2 separate regions of the Sus scrofa genome follow, and region 2 is linked to region 1. Evidence: chromatin contacts called from public HiChIP or PLAC-seq data. All regions are on one chromosome and are shown on one strand. The core of a region is the stretch at or near the end of the contact, and the rest is flanking DNA. Distances in the headings are between cores, read along the strand shown.

The links. HiChIP or PLAC-seq counts read pairs in DNA pulled down with a chosen protein or histone mark.
Region 2: an H3K27ac HiChIP or PLAC-seq map of alveolar macrophages shows a contact between it and region 1. The contact joins the enhancer-like site here to the promoter of NFKBIA in region 1. A contact is called at or near these places in 1 of 5 promoter capture datasets (liver), 16 of 47 Hi-C or Micro-C datasets (adipose tissue, alveolar macrophages, blood and 9 more) and 2 of 2 datasets of contacts at active chromatin or transcription factors (alveolar macrophages and skeletal muscle).

What each region holds. Positions count from the first base shown.
Region 1 is chr7:64,506,819-64,509,518 of Sscrofa11.1, forward strand. NFKBIA (NFKB inhibitor alpha) reads left to right here and starts at 1,301. Exons shown (of 6, transcript NM_001005150.1): 1 at 1,301-1,527; 2 at 2,102-2,210; 3 at 2,562-2,700. The coding sequence starts at 1,301. LOC110261573 (a long non-coding RNA gene) reads right to left here and starts at 2,095. Exons shown (of 3, transcript XR_002345861.1): 1 at 1,746-2,095.
Region 2 is chr7:64,579,213-64,582,053 of Sscrofa11.1, forward strand. PSMA6 (proteasome subunit alpha 6) reads right to left here. Exons shown (of 7, transcript NM_001139472.2): 6 at 1,842-1,936. Among named protein-coding and RNA genes, the nearest start is that of PSMA6, 23 kb to the right of the region's middle. Within about 2 kb of position 1,324, at least 7 of the 83 cell types and tissues checked have an H3K27ac peak or open chromatin away from gene starts, as enhancers often do. A contact at or near this core is called in alveolar macrophages and embryonic fibroblasts, where this site is marked.

The DNA of each region.
Region 1 (2,700 bases), core at 51-2,550:
CATTGGCTAGGAGGTGGGGATGGGGCAGAGAGCATACTTCTGTTTCTGCAGCTGAGACCTGGACATGGTGAACCTGGAGTAGCTACCCATATGGCATGGACAGGTCCAACTGCTGCCCCCTCCTTTGTCCCCCAAGAAGCCAGCAGGGGCAGGATGAAGGCCACCTTGGGGCTGCCCTGAGCCTCCTGCAGTATGCCTGGCAACTACTTTCTTAGCCATCTTTAAGGCCCAATCTTGGGTAAAATACTACTCAACCCATTCTTTAGCCACCTTCTCCAAATGCTTCTAGAAAGCGGCCCCCACAAGTAGGTTCTCTGCAGCAGCACAGTGCAAATGGAGGAACACGACCTCAGTAATTATTTTGTCACTGCAAAGTATCTACAACCTTTGCTATAAAAATTAACACCTTGCTTTCCCTGAAAAATAGCCCAGTCATATCCAGCATTTTCCAGCATCCAGGGCAGAGTGCTTGCTCCTCCCCCAGTCAACAGGACTGTTCATACCGAGGAAATGATTTGAGGGTTCTCTAAGCATTTACGCTGTTAATGCTAAAGCTTTCACGACTTCTACCTGAGGGGGGCTTGAGGGAGGGGGAGGTTTATGTCCCTGCACTGCCAGGAGCCTGGTCTTTGGTAGGAACGCAGAGGCAGCCGGCGACCTTCCACCCTCAGTGTGTCCTTCCCCAGGAGTTTAGGGAAGTGAATCCCTAGATCCAGCCAACATTTCCACTCCCATTTTCAAGAGATTAAAAAAAAAAAAAAAAAAAAAAAAGGAAAGCATCGGCAGGTCAGCAAACCAGCAGTTCTCCATCCTTGGGATCTTAGCAGCCGACGACCCCAAATCAAATCGATCGTGGGAAACCCCAGGGAAAATAAGGTTCCATGCAGAGGGCCAGGATTACTGACTGCAGGCTGCAGGGAAGTACCGGGGGAGGGGGCCGGGTCGGGAGGACTTTCCAGCCACTCAGCGTGCATTAAAAAGTTCCCTGTACATGACCCCAGTGGCTCATCGCAGGGAGTTTCTCTGATGAACCCGGGCGCGGGGTTTAGGCTTCTTTTTCCCCCAGCAGAGGACGAGGCCAGTTCTCTTTTCTGGTCTGACTGGCTTGGAAATTCCCCGAGCTTGACCCCGCCCAGGAGAAATCCCCTGCCAGCGTTTATAGGGCGCCGCGGCGGCGCTGCCGAGCCCACAACAGTCCGAGGCCATCGTCCCGCCCGCCCGAGCCACCGCGAGCAGCCAGCGCGCCGCGCAGCCTGTGGCCCGCGCACCTAGGGAGCAGCGCCCAAGCCCTCATCGCGCCATGTTCCAGCCCGCAGAGCCCGGCCAGGAGTGGGCCATGGAGGGGCCCCGGGACGCGCTCAAGAAGGAGCGGCTACTGGATGACCGCCACGACAGCGGCCTGGACTCCATGAAGGACGAGGAGTACGAGCAGATGGTGAAGGAGCTGCGCGAGATCCGCCTCGAGCCGCAGGAGGCGCCCCGCGGCGCCGAGCCCTGGAAGCAGCAGCTCACCGAGGACGGAGACTCGTAAGTGTCGCGGGCCCGGGTGGCGGGGCCGGGTGGGGGCGCTGGGCCTGCAGCCGGAGGTGCGGGGCCCGCGCTGCGGCCGCGAATCGGGGTTCGTGCACGGACCCCGAGGCTGTGCAAAGGTGCACGGTTGCGCGTGGGAGCCGGGGATCGGGGATTGGGGCCGTGGTCCCGCGGCTCTACCTTGCAGCCGTGCACACCTCCCACCCCTCACCCACCTTTGCGGGTCCCCTCGGCCGGGGGCGGGGCGGCCACGGGGACGCGAAGTCCCCGCTTGCATAAGGGGGGGCGGGAGTTTCTGCCCCGCTGGCGGGCGGGAGGGGAAGTACAGGGCGTTCCGGCCCGGCGGGAGGGCGGGGCGGTCTGGCCGGCGCCCGCCGCCTGGGGAGGGGGGGGGGGCGGAAAGTCCCTGGGTGCCTGCCAGGAACACTCAGCTCATAATAACCTCGCGGAAAACACCGCGGCCTCGGCCTCCAGAAACCCCGGGCTTGCGCAATCCCCTGCGGGCTGTGCCTCCCTGGGCCCCACGCAGTGCACTCACCAGCCCTGGGGGTTTTCCCTCTCTTCCCCTCAGGTTCCTGCACTTGGCCATCATCCATGAAGAGAAGGCACTGACCATGGAAGTGGTCCGCCAAGTGAAGGGAGATCTGGCTTTTCTTAACTTCCAGAACAACCTGCAGCAGGTGCGCTGCTTGCCCGCCCCGTGCCTCTTGGGTTCTGCCTCTCTGACCCCTTGATGGAGCTGGATCTAGCACAGTTATTTCCAATGATTTCCCAATTAACTGCCCCTAGTCATGATCCGCCCTGAGCTTTTACATCTGAATCAGCCAACATCCTAGAGAGGAAGGAAAAATCCCATTGATTTGGTGAGGCTTTTATGAAGCCCACCTGGGGTCTCCCGTCTGTTTCCTTAACCCCTTGTATCTGTCTGGGAGGAGCGGCACGCACAACCAGGATATCTCTAGGGTTCAAGGGGAACATGGATTGTGGGTTTGATCCATGGCTTATCCTTTCTGTCCCTCTTCTGTTGGTAGACTCCACTCCACTTGGCGGTGATCACCAACCAGCCAGAAATCGCTGAGGCACTTCTGGAAGCTGGCTGTGATCCTGAGCTCCGAGACTTTCGAGGAAATACCCCTCTACACCTTGCCTGTGAGCAGGGCTGCCTGGCCA
Region 2 (2,841 bases), core at 74-2,573, 72 kb after region 1:
CATTGGCAACCTTTAATGTGGACTTTTAAGAATAAAATTTGTTGGGAGTTCCAGTCATGGCTCAGTGGTTAACAAACCCAACTAGCATCCATGAGGACATGGGTTTGATCCTTGGCCAAGCTCAGTGGGTTAAGGATCCGGCATTGCCGTGAGCTGTGGTATACAGGTTGCAGACATGGCTTGGATCCCTCATTGCTGTGGCTCTGCCACAGGCCGGCGGCTGCAGCTCTGATTGGACCCTTAGCCAGGGAACCTGCATATGCCAAGGGTGTGGCCCTAAAAAACAAAACAAACAAACAAAAAAAAAGAGCACAATTTCTTAAAGTGACAATATATTTTGGGCCCACCCATGGAATAATGGAAGTTCTTGGGCTAGGTAAGCAAACCTGCATCAGTGCAGCAATCTGAGCTGCTGTAGTGACAACACCAGATCCTTAATCCACTAAGCCACAGAGGACTCCTAGAAGTGACATTTTTTTAGTGCAAACTGAAATATAAAGCAGTGTAATGCAAATAGTTATATAGTTGTTGATGGTTATGTTATATATCCTAGTTATTTAAGTATACTATCAGAATTTATAAATGATACAAGGGCCTTTTGAAGATATAGGATCTTTCGTTTCTTATCTATTTAACTAACAGATGGAAATAAAAATTTTAAAGGCTGGAGTTCTCTTGTGGTGCAGCAGGTTAAGAATCCGGCTTGGGTTGCTACTGTGGTGCTAGTTGGATTCTTGGCCGGGAAACTCAACAAGCTGCAGGAATGGCCAAATAACAAAAAAATTTAAAAGGCTATAGGAGGGTCTCAGAACATAAAACAAGAACCAACTGTAGGTCCTTCAGAGATATCTATAAATTGTTCCTGCTGGAAATTTACTGTGTTGTTTTTTTTTTAAAGCAAACTTTTCAATGACGGGGGCAGGAGATGGGGAAGACTGAATTCTATTTTGCTTTTTAAAAAATTCTATAAATTTTCCTTAAATCTTTCACTTTTTAATCACCTGCAAGGCAACAAAAATAACAAATTAGAAACAAATATTCTAACTCAACTCTTCAAGGTCTGGTTAAGCTTAGTTTACTACCTTTTTTTCCCCAACCCTAACTATGACCACGTGTCTTTATAATGTGACCCAAGATTAGACACACATAATAGTTAACATGCCTTCCAGCAGCTTCTGTGCATCTGTGGATTTAACTGAAGTATTTTTCGCTATTCACAGGATCATCCAGGCTCATGGAAAAAGAAAACCACCTCACAGAACTGCTGGGAGGATTAAGTGAGCTGATATGTTAAGCACCCAGTACAGATCTGACTCATGGAAGCTGTGAAGTTGATTTGTGGGAGTTAGTCACTAAGTGAGTAAGAACAGACAGCATCCAGCATCTGCAATTCAATTAGCTATATGCAAAATTTGGGGGTTTCAAAGATATCTAGATAGGGTTTGATGTATATTAGTATTTCATATTGTTCTTCAAAGCTCCACTTAAATGTACTAACTAATCAAAACTCCACCTGAAAACTACTTTGGGAGGGTGAATTTCTATTGGCTTTAAGCTAAAAACAGAAAAAACACTTCTGCTTACTTTACTCCTTATATAAAATGAGAAGAAAAGCAGTTATGTCTTAAAGACATCCAATTAAGTTTTAAACCCATCTCTCAGGTACTAAAGGAATCAACAACAACCAACAGTAGGGTGGTCCCAGGTGGTCTAACTGTAGTTCAAAAAAGCATTTTTACCTCAAGTTACAGGACAAATGGACCTATAAACCTCCACCTTTCTAGGCTAGAATTTATCACTTGGCAAACTTCTCCAAGTACCTGGCTGACAATATAACTCACCTGAATTTAGGATTTTCAACTGTAACCACTCCAACTTCTATTTCTGAAGGCTTGAAATCAATTGATAGAACAGTAGACAGGCATGTAATTGCAGTCTGAAAAAAAATATTGATATTAAAATAATACAGTATTTTTCAGAGATTCCAAGATTTTCTCATTCCAAGCTTATTCAGTCATGAGTTAACCACAAGCTAATCACTTTTGCTACATGTTTGAATGATGTAGTTCTATAGCCACACAGACTGCTTTATTTTAATGTCACCTGACAAGAAACTTGTTTACGTTGAACCATAAATTAAAGGGGTCCAAAACCAGAATAGGATAATTTACACAAAACAGTCTATTTGCTTGATGATTACTCCATGCCAGGCAATATGTTTGGAGTGAGATGGGGAGAGGATAAAGATGAATGATATGGGGGTGGGGAGGGGTGGGCTGGGGGTTTGGGATGGAAATGTAAAATTAGGTTGTGATGATGGTTGTACAGCTATACATATAAAAAATTTATTGAGTTTTTTTTTTTAAAAGATCAATGATACAATCTTCCTTCAAAGAATTTACAGTAATAACAAGTAAAGAATGTTTTAAGTGGCTTTATATCTGATGTGATCAATTATACGTAATTTTGAATTTTTTAAAACAAGACCGTTAAGAAACATTTAAACAAGACACTAGCTTCACATCTCTTAGTGTATGATAATACTGCCTACCAAACAAGAAAGTATTAGATGGTAATTTTTCTTTACTCATTTATCAGAATTATGTTGTTACTCTTTAGAATAACTATCTCAGACCCTCATTTCCACAATCTACTAAAATTCTGTTTTTAACTTCTTGGCAGTAAATAAGAGGCTTTAGTTTAATGTTACTAAGTATTTGTTTAAGAATGTTGGCTTGTCCTGTCAATTTAAAACTTCCCCATCATAATGAATAATCCCCTCAGGAAACCCTATCTAAAGCTAGCTCTACTTCCACATCCCAGGTATAATTTCTCTGCCAA